Regions from separate parts of the Mus musculus genome. Here regions 1, 3, 4 and 5 are each linked to region 2. A link is a contact called in public HiChIP or PLAC-seq data. All regions are on one chromosome and are shown on one strand. Each heading gives the region's core, a stretch centred on a gene start, on an enhancer-like site or on the middle of the called end of the contact. The rest is flanking DNA. Distances are from core to core; before and after follow the strand shown.

Region 1 (2,700 bases), core at 182-2,681, 760 kb after region 2:
ATGAATTGAGTAGCTGAGTTAAATTATCTGTCTCTATGACCAAATTCAACTTAATTCATGTTGTTCAAAATTTTTCGTTATGTTTTTAATACCCTAGGCATCTTTAATGGATTCAAGAAATAGAAAACTTCCTATAAAAATCCCCAAAATACTTTTTCTTTTACTCCTATTGGAATATATATATATATGTCAAATAGTGGAAATTTATGGGCAAATCATGCTTTCAATACATATACAAACTCCTTCAGAGTGTAGACACTGCACTATAGATGTAAGCAATATTTGTTTATTTACTCCCTTGTCTCCATCTGGTACTTTCATGTGTGTAATTCTACAATATTCTATTTCCTCAGTTCAGAGCCAAGAAGTTCTCTATAAACATCCGACTTAAGATCTCATGAGATCTACTAACAAACTCATGGGAAATGCTATTTAGTATAAAAAAAAAATAAAGAACAGGTTTTGGTGATAACTAATTTTTTGATGAAAAGTATTTCCTAACATTGCTTGGTGTGAGGTGATATTTCTCAACCAGGGTTCTGTAAGATCAATCTTCAGGGTATTGGTAGTAGAACTGAATAGCTTTCTGCAAACACTCACCGGGAGAAGAGATTTGACCCGTGTGCTCCCCACAGGATGCAATGAGTGTTGAGAGTGAGAGTAAACTGTGAAGGAGCCGAGACTGTTGCCATTTCTGACTAGGCGACCTCAGCCTTGTGCCACTGTCCCCTGCTATGCGCTGAGGCTGGCTAGAACAACATCGGGCAGGCCCTGTGTCCGGGTTGTCTTCACTGGAAAGTATCATGGGCCATGGCTTCATTATGTGGTCAGCTCAATACCTTAGAGAAGCCCAAGCTAATGACAGAGCCCAGCCTTGCAATTTGTGTTTTTATTGGAATCCAGGAGCCTCAGTTTTCTTGGAAGAGTGACTGGAGTTGTTATATATATATTTTTACAGAAGACAGAATATATCAAGCATCCATAAAAGGGAGCTTAGGCGGGGGAGGGGCTAAATTTGTTTAACAGGCTTGGCACCATCCCTAAGCCCACGGAGGAACTTGGCTTCGTTCTGCTGTGTGGATTAGCCACAGTTTCAAAATCTGTAATTTTCTGTTATCTACCCAGACAGTCTTTTATTTATGTGGATAGACTGAAAATTGACGGTAACTATGAAACCTAACAATCTTGAGACAGACTTGCCAAGCGGCACCCTTTAGATCGGACGTGAATTGAGACGTTTCTCTCACTTAGATGACTCGTTTGCTCATGGCTAAAGAATGTGCCATCCATCACAATCCCCCACACTTTAAAACAACAACAACAACAAAAAAAAAACCAACCTCTTAAAAACAAGCCGAGTGAAACAGGACAGACACGCAACAAAAGAGAAGTGAGAGGTGATTTGGGGAAGTACAATGAAGTTCAGTGAATGACTTCTGGCAGATTTCTGTGGAAGCTACTGAAAGGGGAACTCCAAGACATGCCTTGCATTTGTAGTGATCTGGACCCGAGTTTGCATATTTTGCCATTTCAGAGTGCATTCTGACTAAAACAGCAAAAAATACCTCGTATGCGAGGTCAGTGAAGCTAGCCAGCAGAAGGGTAGGCGCATCCTGTTACAGTGCGCATAATAACAGTGGAGCTGTGATTCACCAGGTGTGACCCCCACAGGCAGGCACTGTATGGGAGCGTTTCACACGGATTAACTCATTTGTCTTCCTAACAAGCCTGTGAGGTGCATGCTATTCTTGGCTCAATTTTCAGGGAACTGAAGCTTGGCAAGGTCGGCGAGTTTCCAAAGCCGATTCAGCCTTAGGTTTGAGCCCCCAGCCCTGAACTCAGTACTACTGTACTAAAGTGGACTACACATTTTCTTGCCCACCTGAAACATCTGACGTGGAAGTCATTCTTGGGTTAGTACATTGTCCCCAAAGCCAACTTCTGGGGCAAGGTGGGCTTCTTCTATGGTAACTCTTCCAAGAATCTGTCTCAAGTTCCTTTGTCCCTATGGGGTCTGACAAGTTACAGATGTAACTGTGAAGGAAGTACTCCTTACTTGTACAATAGGCTTAATCAGGATACCTGCAGAAACATAATCAACAAAGTCTTCATTAACAATAGTACTTAATGTTGCCTGCGGATGGTATTCAAGGCTGGGGAAGTTGCAGTCTATCTGTTGAAGATCTTCATAACCTAAACCAAGCCGTACTTGTTGCAAAGCAGGTGGATGGATGTTCAAGATACTGAGACGTGCACTTGCCACCAATTTGCTTCCCCACAGAGTCACAAGATGGCCTGAAACTCCCACTGCTAATATCATTTATTTAGATAACACCACTCCCCCCCCCCCCCACACACACAGTGTGGATATAAACATGGCTTTGAAAAGATGAATACGCCAAGCTAGTCACTATAAAGTCTTGTGAGCTTCAATGATCAGAAAGACAGCTGGGCTCTGACGAAGGAAGAGAAATATAGGGTAAATTCTGGTACAAAATGAACATGGAAAATTCACTGATTTAGGTTTGCAAGGGACGGTTCGAGATGAAGTACTGAATTTATCATAAAGCATGAACAATAAGGGCAATGTAGTAGTTAACATGTAAATTTCCAGAGGAGTCCCCGAGGAGTGTTCATATCTTCCTCCGTGGATGGTCTCCTGTCATTTCTCCTATTAAATGATTCTTGTGGCTACTGCAT
Region 2 (2,700 bases), core at 194-2,693:
AAACAACACAACCCTCTGTTTTATAGTTGTTTAGATTTAGAGTCTGACATGGAGCACATTGGACTAAAATGAGGCTGTTGGTGGTTATTTTCTGGAGACTGTTTCCTAGTCACTCCCCATGTCTGAGGCACGGCTCACCTGCCTTTACCTCTGTGCTCATCCTCCATCTTAGAGCAGTGGCAGGTTGCCCCTTCACACTTGAACTTTGTCAGTGTCTCAGCTCCGTCTGGTTCAGGTGGGAAACAGGAAGTTTTCCCTCTTAAGAGCCTGTGTGATTAGACTCACATGATAGTCTAGGATAATCTCTCCATGTCAAGAGCTTTAACCTTAGTCACATGAATCTCTTTTGTCACATATCGTGACAAGATTGTCTTTTGGGGGTGTATTAGTTTTCTCATATCAGTTATAACATACCTTACAAATGGCAGCCTAAGGTGGGGGCCGTAGATTTCTTCTGGCTCATGGTTTGTGGGTACAGTTGAGCCTGTCAGGAAAGGTATGGTGGCAGGAGCAGCCTTTGACAGTGGTAGGAGGAGCTTGTGGTTGCTTGCTCACATCTGGATTGATAAAAAAAAGCAGCCAGAGAGAGCAAGGAGGAGGGCTGAACTATAACCTGAAGACCTGTCCTGTGAAGATCATTTAATTCAGCTGTGGTCCATCTCCTAAAGCTTCCCCAGTGTCCTCAAACAGGGCCACCAGCTGGGGACCAAGTAGTCAAACCCTGTAGGGGACATTTAACCTACAAGCTACATTTGTGGACATTGTTCTGCATACCACAGAATCCAAATATCTTTCTAAATAGTGTTTTACTAATTTCAATCACTTTGGTGATTTGAATAAATGTTGAACTTATCTCAGCCCTCGCTTGTTTTCTTAGCTTTAAACTGTTATCTGCATTTCCCCTTTGGACATTATTTCTTTGGTATTTTGTAAGCACTCACTAGCTTTTGTATGCAACAGACTGCACCACAATTACTCATCACTGCATGCACATATGTGGTTTCTGACCCAGGCTGGGAATGTGGTGGCCCGGACTTGCTGTGCTGCCAAGTTTGCAGGTCATTTGAGCATTATCTCATTTAGCCTGGGACTCTGTGGGGCTAGCTCTGGTCCATGTGCCCCTCATGCTCTTAGCTCGGACTTGTGCTTATGAAAAATGACAGTAATAAAAACATTAATGTAGAAACATATGAAGCCTCCTCTGGCTTAAACTTAGAGCAGGGAAATTGTCACTTCCTTATTCTGTCAGCCAAAACTAGTCACATTGCCAAATGAGTGGACTGGGGCATGCAATCTGTTCCCTGGGGACCTGAGTAGAGAGGGAGGAAATACAGAGCACTTAACCTGCTGGGCATGAGCTCATCCTTTTGACTACTGGCTTCTCCAGAGAACCGGCTCAAAAGTGAGCCTTCTGGTTCTAGTTAATGATAGACTATTCCTCCCACACCTGGTTCCCCAAGCCTGCACCACAGGAGGCGGTGCAGATGGTTCTTTCTATTGCCTATCTTTTGTATTTACCTTGTAAATGTTTTCCTAGCCTGTCATCCTTTCAGCCTTATCACTATTTGTTCAGCGTTGGCTGCCCTCCTTAGGAAGAGACAGAGGGCATATGCTTTTGCTTCTCACCTCATTTCCTTCAGATCTGTCTTGTCTCCTGGAATATTCTACTGCTTGAAATTTAGATACCATCCTTGTTCAACAATTAGAGCTATTCTGCTCCTGCGTGTTTACACAAAGGGATTTTAAGTAGACATTCTAGAGATCTGTGCACATCTCTCTCTGGGTCTTGGTGTATTAATTCACTGTGGTTAAGATACTACATCAGCCTACTTGTCTATGAATGGATGAATAGATAAAACAAATGTAACACATACACACAATGGAATTGTTTTCAGCCATTAAAAAGAAAGAAAGAAAGAAAGAAAGAAAGAAAGAAAGAAAGAAAGAAAGAAAGAAAGAAAGAAAGAAATCATGACACCTGCAGGGAGATGGAGCACTGGAGATCGTTGTGTTAAAGAAAGGGCAGTGGGATACATATGATGGGAAAGCAGAAGATTGATGGCTTCTGGGGGTGGGGTGGGCTTAGTGGGGAACAGTAGAGAGGCAAAGAGGAGTAACAGTGTAGGAAGGTGATGACTAAATAGAAAGCATAGTGACATCTGTATGACAATGATATTGAAACTCAAAACTGGATAGAAACATCCCGTCATACTGAAATGCCATATTTTATGTTTTCACTCATTAGCAGATGAGTCTGAGTTATTTCTACCTTTGGGCTGTTATGAATAGTGCGGCTATGGACATTTTTTATTTTTTTCTATTTTTTGAGACAGGGTTTCTCTGTGTAGCCCTAGCAGTCCTGGAACTTGCTATGTTGACCAGGCTGTTCTTGAACTCACAGAGATCAGCTTGCCTCTGCCTCCCGAGTGCTGGATCTAAACACGAGTACTGTCGTGCCCAGCATGTATGAAGTTCTCCTGGGTGTATATCAAGACTGACTTTCTTTCTTCTCTTTCAGTCTTGTCTCTCACAGCTCTTTCCTAACTCCTAGGCTGAGCTAAGGGTCTTTATAAGACCCTCATAAATGTCTATAATAACATAGCATGTTGAAACTTTCTATCTGTGTATTTCTCCTTTCTCCTTTGTAAGCTTCTGAAAACTTGCAATCATGTGTCACTCACCTTGTGCTGACCAGAAACA
Region 3 (2,700 bases), core at 168-2,667, 570 kb after region 2:
TGGTGGTGGTGGTGGTGGTGGTGGTGGTGGTGGTGATAGTGGTAGTGGGGTGTATATGCACATGCGTTTGTTGTGTGTGTCTGAGCATGCAGAAACCAGAGCAGTATGTCTTCCAGTGTTGCTGTCTGCCTTATTCCCTTGACAGAGTCTCACACAGAACCAGGAACTTACCATTGGTTAAGCTGGTTTGCCAGCCAGCTCCAAAACACAGATTAATACCAAATTTTACATGGGTCCTGAGGATTCAAACTTAGGACCTCGTTTTTTACAAACTTTTTACCCTCTGAGATATTCCCCTAGCCCCTCTGTTCCACAGGCTTTAATAAAAACTTCTGTGTCCTAGAAACAACCTGAAGAATGTAAAAGTAAACAGATGACATAGTCCACTAACTTCAATGTCTGATAATTAGTGGCTTTTCCACCTATCTTCTTTCACAGACACTACCCGATATTAAGTGGATGTCTTTAGGTTTCTATTGCTGGGGTAAAACATCGTGGCGAAAAGAAACTTGAGGAGGAAGGAACGAGTTTGTTTCAGTTTATGCGTCCGCAGCACACCCTGCCATTGAAAGAAGTCAGGGCAGGAACCTAGAGGGACCCTGGAACCGGAAGCAGGAGCTTGCGCAAAGGCCAAGGGAAGAATGCTGTCTATTTTGCTCTCTAGGACTTGATCAGTCCTTAAAGGCATACAAGGACCAGCAGCCCAGGGATAGCACCGCCCACAATGGTCTGGGTCCTCCCACCTCAAACGCTAATTAAGGAAACAGAGTCCTAAAGGCTTGCCTAAACCTCATTTTATGGGAGTCACTTTCTCAATTAAGGGTTCTAGTTTGTGGGGAGCTGACACAAAACTGGCCATTTTAGTGGGAATTTAATGTTTATCCTCCGTGACTTACCTGTGGTTCTGAGGGCTCAAAACACAAACACTGGTGCTTCTCTGAGCTCTAATCCTCCCTTTAGAGTCAAAAGGCCAAGCAGAGACACTCCTCAGACTCATAAACTCAAAATCTAGCTCTGCCGTTCTTTCTGTATGATTTGACCTCCCTTGCCTCTGTGACTCCTTGTAAAATGAGTACAATCGCATCTGTCTTGTAGTTTGGTTATCATGCGGGGTTTAGACCAGTGCCTGACTCGAAGGACCCTCTAGGTAAGTAAGCCATACTTAGTATAGGTACCTGTGAGGACTGTCAACTCTGAATCCATGCTGTCTAGAAAATGAGCCAAGCCCTAAAAGGAGGGGGTGGGAGTGGGGGTGGGCGGGGGATGGGCGGGGGGTGAGAAAAGTGAAAAGAAAGAAGACAGAGGAAAGGGTTTGGGTTTGGAGGAAGCTGGAGGAGGATGTGAGGGAGACAGGGGAAGGGGAGGGCTTGCGAGGGGGGCGTGGTGGGTAGGTCACGACTGGAGCAGAGAGGATCCTGGATCCAAGAGCCACTTGCAAGCCGGTCCTGGGCAGTCCGTGAGTAGAAACAGGAGGAGGGGCTGAGGAAGGGTGCGGTCTGGGTTGCCACCCAGGCTAGCCGGGAGCTACGGCCGGCCGAGGCTGATCTTTCACCTTCGCTGAGCTTCTGCCTGGGCTTCGCCTCCGCGGCCCCAAGGGTAAGTTTCCCATGCCCGCCCCTCTACAACCACGGAACATCAGGTTCCCGCGGAGTCCCAGGTCGTGAGCGCAGCTTGCTCCTGGGGCTGTTCCCTCCCCTCCCTTCCCCCAAGCCCTCTTCCCTTCTATGGAAATAGAAGAGACTTGACCTGGGGGGCACAAGGGCCGAGCTGAGTAAGTTATCAAACTTAGGGTCTTGCAGCCCAAGCTCACATCCAGGGGACTGCTCATTCCTAAATGTCTCGGAAACATTTAAAAGAAGAAGGGTTAGAGGAAGGTCTCCTGCCCCTGCTCAGAGTTCTGTGCTGAGAACTTTTTTCCTAAGGCTCCCATGAGAGATCTTTCTCCCCTCCAAGTGTCTTTTAGCTTTACTTTGTATAGGTAGGAGAAAGATGTATTGGACTTTGAGAGTTGGGGAACTTCGGTTTTCTCTTTTAAAAGACACCGTTTTCTTTGATTGCAACAGAATTCTATTCACTAGACATGAATCACCTCCCCTGCTTCTTGAGTCAGCAGGTGAGGTATCGAGGTAGAGGTATGTGGTTTGTGATTGCAAATAGCCATATATAGAAGTTCTGGGTCCTGTGCCAATAGAAAGTTGAGCAGCCGGGGCAAAATTCTTCCCCAGGAGGTGCGTTAAAGAGAAGAGGTTCCTGCCCCCGAGAGAACTTCAGTTTCTACTCCTCACCAACATCATAAAAAGCAGACTAAAAGGTTATTCTATGAAGAATCATTACTGGTTTTCCTGAAGGTGGAAGTTTCAAACTGCCTAGAAAGGTACTTTTAAACTCAAACGAAGATCAGACCACTGTCCGCAGATCTGTTGGTGTTGAGAAATCGGTAGAAATGCCAGCAGGAGGAAGTACAAGAAAATGTAGCTGCTGTAATCCCCTTCAGGAAGGATGTGTTTAAAGCTCTATTGTTAGATCACTTGGCTTGCACTATGGAGTAATTCTCTACTTTTTACAAGCTTAAAGGATGGCTTGATAATACTTCTTAGAAATTTCCACATTATATTGGATCAACAAATGTCAAGCATCAGTTTGGGTCCGGGGCCACAGGGCTTGGGGATTAACGGTTCATTCCTTTGCAATCTAGATGCC
Region 4 (2,700 bases), core at 48-2,547, 800 kb after region 2:
ACCAAATATTGCTGAAACAAACAACCAGGAGAAAAGAATTGTTTTTACATTGAGGAGAACTTCTACTGATTGAAAGGAAAGGAAAAGTCTTAGGGAGAGAGAGAGATCCCAAGGACATGCAGTTGATCCATGGCAGAGGCCCACAAACTCAGGTAAAGATGCTTAAAGTGAGGGCTGGTGGCTCTCAGAGACAAATAGCAAACTGAGAGGCATTTCCTGTCAAATTCACAACACTTTCAGTGCTGTGGAGGTCTCCTGAGGGTGAAAGAAACCTGGCTGAGTTGCTTGCAACTAGAAGTTTCTTTGACATTTTAGCTAGTTGTTGAAAGCATTGAATTTGAATTTGAAGTCTGTTTTCCCTTTACTGACTTAGCTTGGGGAGCTTTTCTGTAGAAACAAAAGTTCCAGCCCTTAGGAATGTTGTGTTTCACTTCCCAGTACCAAGAAACAAACAAAACCAAAACCAGTTAGAACTGAGCTATCCCAGAAAGAAGTACAGCAACAGGAGGGCATTTAATGCAACATCATCAGAAATAACAACAAACAACCACACTCCCCAAGACACAGGTCACCTGAATGGCTTTTGTTATGTGATGGATTATATGTGCATATATGGTATAGTAATAGAATAGCTACTCGTTAAATCCTGCAGGGTGGCTCGATAGGTGCCAGCGTGCTTTTGCGGCTGCTGTGGTATCATTCTGTTAATGGTGGTTGTGGAAGAAGGCTGACCCTAAGACACATATGGTTGAGGGCTTTTCAGTATGATGGGACCCTTTGCCTAGTTCTGCTTGAACCATAGCCTTATGGTGCTGGATACTCAGTGGTCACCAAAGGTCGTCCTGAGATAGTGGCTCCATGTTGTATTATGCCAATGAAAATTTAAAAATGCCAACTCTGGTGAGAATATGCAAAGTGGAAGCAAGCTTTGTTTATAGAACACCGAGAGATTGAGACATAGTGAGAAGCTAAAGAAAAGAGAGAGACTCCTGAGAGATTGAGGAGTTTCCAAGAGAGGAAAAGGCTACTGAACTGCTCTGTTTAAGGTTTTTGTGGGAAAACTGGACAAGAGTGGAGGCAAGCTCTGTTGGGATTAGTTAACTCTCTGGGCTAACAGGGACTGAACCAAGAGAAGGCTGCATGCTCTGTGCTCTGTGTGTCCCTTTACTTAGCCCAGTCAGGGAGATGGCTGTGCATGTGCCTTGTTTCTGTGTCCTCTGCCCAATTCGGGGTGGCTGAAGCTGCCTCTGTCCTTCTCTGACTCAAGCTTTGTTGCTCCTGACCTTGACTTTGTGCTGTGAGTCACTTGGGCAACATTTGGATTTCCAGCCTTGTATCTCAAGGTTGTGCCTTAGACTGTCTCGTTGCTCTCACGCTCATGTGACTAGGCATGTTGCTCCTCGATGGTGCAGTGTCGCCTCTCTCCCAGCCACCACCATGTAGTTCTCTTGGTTACCCCATATTTAGCTTCCTGTCTAGAGGTGGTCTAACGTGGTCTCTTAGGTGGAAGCTTCTTGTTAGAAGTGGTCTTAGAACTTAGAAGAGAAGGACACTATCTTAGCTAGGGTTAGTGTGGTGATGAAACACCATGATCAAAAGCAACTTGGGTAGGAAAGTATTTAAGTTAGGTTTTCACATCATAGTCCATCATTGAAGGAAGGCAGGACAGGAACTCAAAACAGAGCAGGAACCTTGGAGGCAGGAGCTGAAGCAGAGGCCATGGAGCGGGGCTGCTTACTGGCTTGCTCCTCATGATTTGTACAGCTTGCTTTCTTATAGAATCCAGGACCACCAGCCCAAGTATGGCACCACCCACAACTGGGCTGGGCTCTCCCCTATCGATCACTAGTTAAGAAAATGTCTACAAGCTTACCCGAAGCCTGATCTTATGGAGTCATTGTCTCAATTGAGGCGTCCTCTTCTGTGATGACTGTAGCTGTGTCAACTTGACATAAAGCTGCCAGCACAGACACTTGCACCTTATGTGCCTCTAGGGCTTTGTGGTGGCCATCTGTCCAGCTGCCAGTGGCCCAGAGCCCTGGCCACTTCTCACCTGTCCAACTTGATTACGTCATACTCAATTCCAAGCCTCTGATTCGTCACCTCAGTGTGTCAGATGCTGCTGTTGCAACTCTGTCTTCTCTTTAACCAGCCTCTGTTTTCACTGTAGCAGTGTGAGCAGCTTACAGTGTTCGCCATGGTCCTTTCTACTACCAATGAAGAGCTAGCTCATACATGCATGGGAACACTCGTTAGAACAAGCAAACAAACGAAACTCATGTGTTTGTGTAATAGCTTGTAAAACCTAGGTAGAATTATCTACCAAAGCCTATCATCATTTAATTTTATGATCTTGTGTGTGCGAATAGTGGGGAGAGGGGAGGGAACACCTCAGTTCAGTGTTACATAAATTGTTTCATACAAGAACCCTGAGAGAGCGAGGTTTTTCTCTAGAGTGTAGATCTAAGAAGGGAAGTGACTCTGGGTTAATAAAGTCAGCAGTCGCTTTCACTGACACATGTACTTAGGCCAGTGTACCCTTATTCTCCTGTCAGGTCTGTATCCCTTGCAGATTCTCTTGTGCATTTTGAAAACATCTAGAGTGTCTCATATTTTCCAATAATAGCACAAGTTTAACAGTCATGCCTTTAACGTTTTAACAAAATCAACATGCCTATAAGAAAAACATGTTACAGAATG
Region 5 (2,700 bases), core at 26-2,525, 710 kb after region 2:
TTGTTGTTGTTGTTGTTGCTATATTATCATTATCATTATCATTATTATTATTATTATTATTCAGTTCTGGGGATGGAACCCAGGGCTTGTGCATACTATGAAAAGTGTTTACAACTGAACTATACCTCCAACATCTATATATCTTCTCTTTAATAATTTTGTACATCTATTTATTAATCAGTAGAGCAAGTGAGTGCTATGGCACATGAATGGAGGTTGGAGACCAGCTTTTGAGAGTTGGTGATCTTCTTCCATCACATGGAAGCCAAGGGTCAAACTCAAGTCATTGGGCTTAGGGACAAGTGTCCTTACCCACTGAGCCATCTCATTGGCCTGTGTATACTGGATTTTGAAGGATGAATCAGAATAATAAGGGGAACATATGAGGAAAGGGAGCAGAAGACGGTGTTTTAGATGAAGGAAACTGTATGTGCAAAGATGGGTTAGGCATACAGTAACTCAATAAATGCAAAAAACATAAGGATTTCTGTGTCTATAGAATCTGACACTACAAATAACAAGTTGGCTTGCACCAGTAGATGCAAAGAAGACAGCGTAAAGTTTCAGACAAAATAATAACAAAGCAATATTTATAATTTGGGAAAATGACAGTGAGGTGGTGTGGAGAATAATTTGAAGAGGAGAGGGAGACAAATGCCAATGGTCCTGGTGAGATATAATGATAATACATGTCAATAAAAATTAAGAGATTAAAACAAATATCTAGGGGATGGCATCAAAGAAATCGCTAATGAAAAGAATGTGAAGGGTAGGATGAAGCCCCAGTCAGCAGAATGGTTACTCAAGCAAGCAATAAACAGGAAGCATGGAAAGAATGGGTGTGATGCAAATTTAAAAATACACCTAGAAGCTGGGCAGTGGTGGCGCATGCCTTTAATCCCAGCACTTGGGAGGCAGAGGCTGGCAGATTTCTGAGTTCGAGGCCAGGCTGATCTACAGAGTGAGTTCCAGGACAGCCAGGGCTACACAGAGAAACCTTGTCTTGAAAAAAAAAAAATACACTTAAGAGCTAGTGAGGCAGCTCATCAGATAGAGCGTTTGTTGCATGAGTCCAGTGGCCCAAGTGTGATCCCTGGAATCCAGGTAAAGGAGAAACGAGGGAACCTGTCCCACAGTTCCACAAAGTTGTCCTCTAACCTCCATCCATGTGTGCACACACACTCCCTCCATCTCTCTCTCTCTTTCTTTGTCTCTGTCTCTCACACACACACACTTAGAAACACTAATGTACACTTCCTCTTTCTGTCTCTTTCTCTCTCTCTCATACACACACACACTTAGAAAAACTAATGCATACTTCCTCTCTCTGTCTCTCTGTCTCTGTCTATCCCCCCCCCCCACACACACACGTAGAAACACTAATGCACACTCCCTCTATCTCTCTCTCTCCCTCTCTCCGTCTCTCTCTGTCTCTCTCTCACATACACACACACATTATAAAAACACTAATGATAAGAACAATAATAATTTTAAAAATAAGCCCATTTCAGCAAGCATGTGATACAGTGGTTGTGAATTAGGTAGTGGAGCTATAGGACGTGAGTTAGATATGAGTCGGGACTGACTATATGAATCTATGTCATTGATTATCTTGTTGCTAATGACAACCATGGAATGAGCAATCCCAATAGGAAAAGAACATGTTGGAGAAATGTCCTATGTATTGTCTGAAACTTCATCTTTGTCACTAATAATTATTGGAGAGTGTGTTCTCATTGTTCCTGGGGAATATCTATCAAGATGTGGTAGAGCAGGAAGCAAGGGCCTGGCCTTTAATGCCAGCCAGCTCCAGGAAGCCTTTGAAGAGTGTTAGAGAAGTCATTTAGCAGTGTCCTTCCTCGGTCTCTCTACCTGCAAAATGAGAAGATTGGATTTGGTGAGTTTCTCCTCTGTAATTTTGTAACCAAGCCTCTAAATCTCATGATCTCCACATCTCCCCTGTGGGCTGCCAGGAAAACATGAAATAACTGGAAAATGGGCATCAAGAGAGACTTGGGCTGGAAAGAGCCACAGACCTTGTAATTTCCACCATGAATAATGGAAATCTGACTTTCAAAAAATATTCCTGCTGCAATTTGGGGGCAGTTTTGAAGGCTGTTCTGAAAATGTGAAGCTTTTTTTAATAAAGAAAATGATACTTGATCTTGAGTATTTGGGTTTAGATCGAAAAACCTCTTGACTATGCATTGGGGGAGGGGTGTTACTATGTAAGATTTTCCTATTTAAAAGCTGCCCACTTACCGCTTCATGCAATAAGCTCTATATAGCAGTCTGAATATATTTGTCCTTTCTGGCCAGTACAACTGCCTACAAGTAATACAGGGATAGGAGGCTTTCACTGTAATTGTATTCTGTTAAATTGTATGGTCTTAGAATAGCCAGTAGTCTAGATGACTATGCAGAAAGGTCTTGCTGATAGACAGACCTCTAGATGCTGAACTAGGTGTACAGAGAGCTGTTTCCTCTGCATCTCCTCAGGCTATGAGGTCTAATGGGCTGTGAGAACCAAAGACCATAGTTCAACTGGCAAGCAAAGCATCCATGGAAGATGCATACTACATATGATAAAGTCCAGGAGGAACACAGTTCTGTGCGTTGTTTTAAGGTTTTGATTGAGACACAATCCAGCAATGTCCTTATACTTAGCCTCTATATTAAGATTATTCTCTGAATGAGCAC

What was found. HiChIP or PLAC-seq counts read pairs in DNA pulled down with a chosen protein or histone mark.
Region 1: a contact with region 2 is called in an H3K27ac HiChIP or PLAC-seq map of microglia, with 5 times the contacts expected there. The contact joins two enhancer-like sites. A contact is called at or near these places in 1 of 39 promoter capture datasets (hippocampal neurons), 2 of 484 Hi-C or Micro-C datasets (both in B cells) and 1 of 115 datasets of contacts at active chromatin or transcription factors (microglia).
Region 3: a contact with region 2 is called in an H3K4me3 HiChIP or PLAC-seq map of bone marrow-derived macrophages, with 7 times the contacts expected there. The contact joins the promoter of Anxa3 here to the enhancer-like site in region 2. A contact is called at or near these places in 9 of 39 promoter capture datasets (the 3T3-L1 cell line, 3T3-L1-derived adipocytes, cranial neural crest and 6 more), 13 of 115 datasets of contacts at active chromatin or transcription factors (acute myeloid leukemia, bone marrow-derived macrophages, cardiomyocytes and 7 more) and 1 of 9 other capture datasets (embryonic stem cells).
Region 4: a contact with region 2 is called in an H3K27ac HiChIP or PLAC-seq map of microglia, with 5 times the contacts expected there. The contact joins two enhancer-like sites. A contact is called at or near these places in 4 of 39 promoter capture datasets (the 3T3-L1 cell line, HPC-7-derived erythroid cells, hippocampal neurons and 1 more) and 1 of 115 datasets of contacts at active chromatin or transcription factors (microglia).
Region 5: an H3K27ac HiChIP or PLAC-seq map of large pre-B cells shows a contact between it and region 2, with 2.7 times the contacts expected there. The contact joins two enhancer-like sites. A contact is called at or near these places in 1 of 39 promoter capture datasets (maxillary cranial neural crest) and 2 of 115 datasets of contacts at active chromatin or transcription factors (large pre-B cells and trophoblast stem cells).

Annotation. Positions count from the first base shown.
Region 1 is chr5:96,978,785-96,981,484 of GRCm38.p6, forward strand. No RefSeq gene overlaps it. Among named protein-coding and RNA genes, the nearest start is that of Bmp2k, 18 kb to the right of the region's middle. Within about 2 kb of position 1,432, at least 118 of the 459 cell types and tissues checked have an H3K27ac peak or open chromatin away from gene starts, as enhancers often do. A contact at or near this core is called in B cells and microglia, where this site is marked.
Region 2 is chr5:96,220,923-96,223,622 of GRCm38.p6, forward strand. All of the region lies in intron 2 of Mrpl1 (mitochondrial ribosomal protein L1), which reads left to right. Among named protein-coding and RNA genes, the nearest start is that of Mrpl1, 12 kb to the left of the region's middle. Within about 2 kb of position 1,444, at least 206 of the 459 cell types and tissues checked have an H3K27ac peak or open chromatin away from gene starts, as enhancers often do. A contact at or near this core is called in 3T3-L1-derived adipocytes, B cells, acute myeloid leukemia and 5 more, where this site is marked.
Region 3 is chr5:96,791,968-96,794,667 of GRCm38.p6, forward strand. It overlaps Anxa3 (annexin A3), which reads left to right and starts at 1,418. Exons shown (of 13, transcript NM_013470.2): 1 at 1,418-1,596.
Region 4 is chr5:97,023,749-97,026,448 of GRCm38.p6, forward strand. All of the region lies in intron 1 of Bmp2k (BMP2 inducible kinase), which reads left to right. Among named protein-coding and RNA genes, the nearest start is that of Bmp2k, 27 kb to the left of the region's middle. Within about 2 kb of position 1,298, at least 40 of the 459 cell types and tissues checked have an H3K27ac peak or open chromatin away from gene starts, as enhancers often do. A contact at or near this core is called in microglia, where this site is marked.
Region 5 is chr5:96,935,171-96,937,870 of GRCm38.p6, forward strand. Gm46916 (a long non-coding RNA gene) reads right to left here. Exons shown (of 2, transcript XR_003955943.1): 2 at 1-1,872. Among named protein-coding and RNA genes, the nearest start is that of Gm46916, 4.8 kb to the right of the region's middle. Within about 2 kb of position 1,276, at least 10 of the 459 cell types and tissues checked have an H3K27ac peak or open chromatin away from gene starts, as enhancers often do.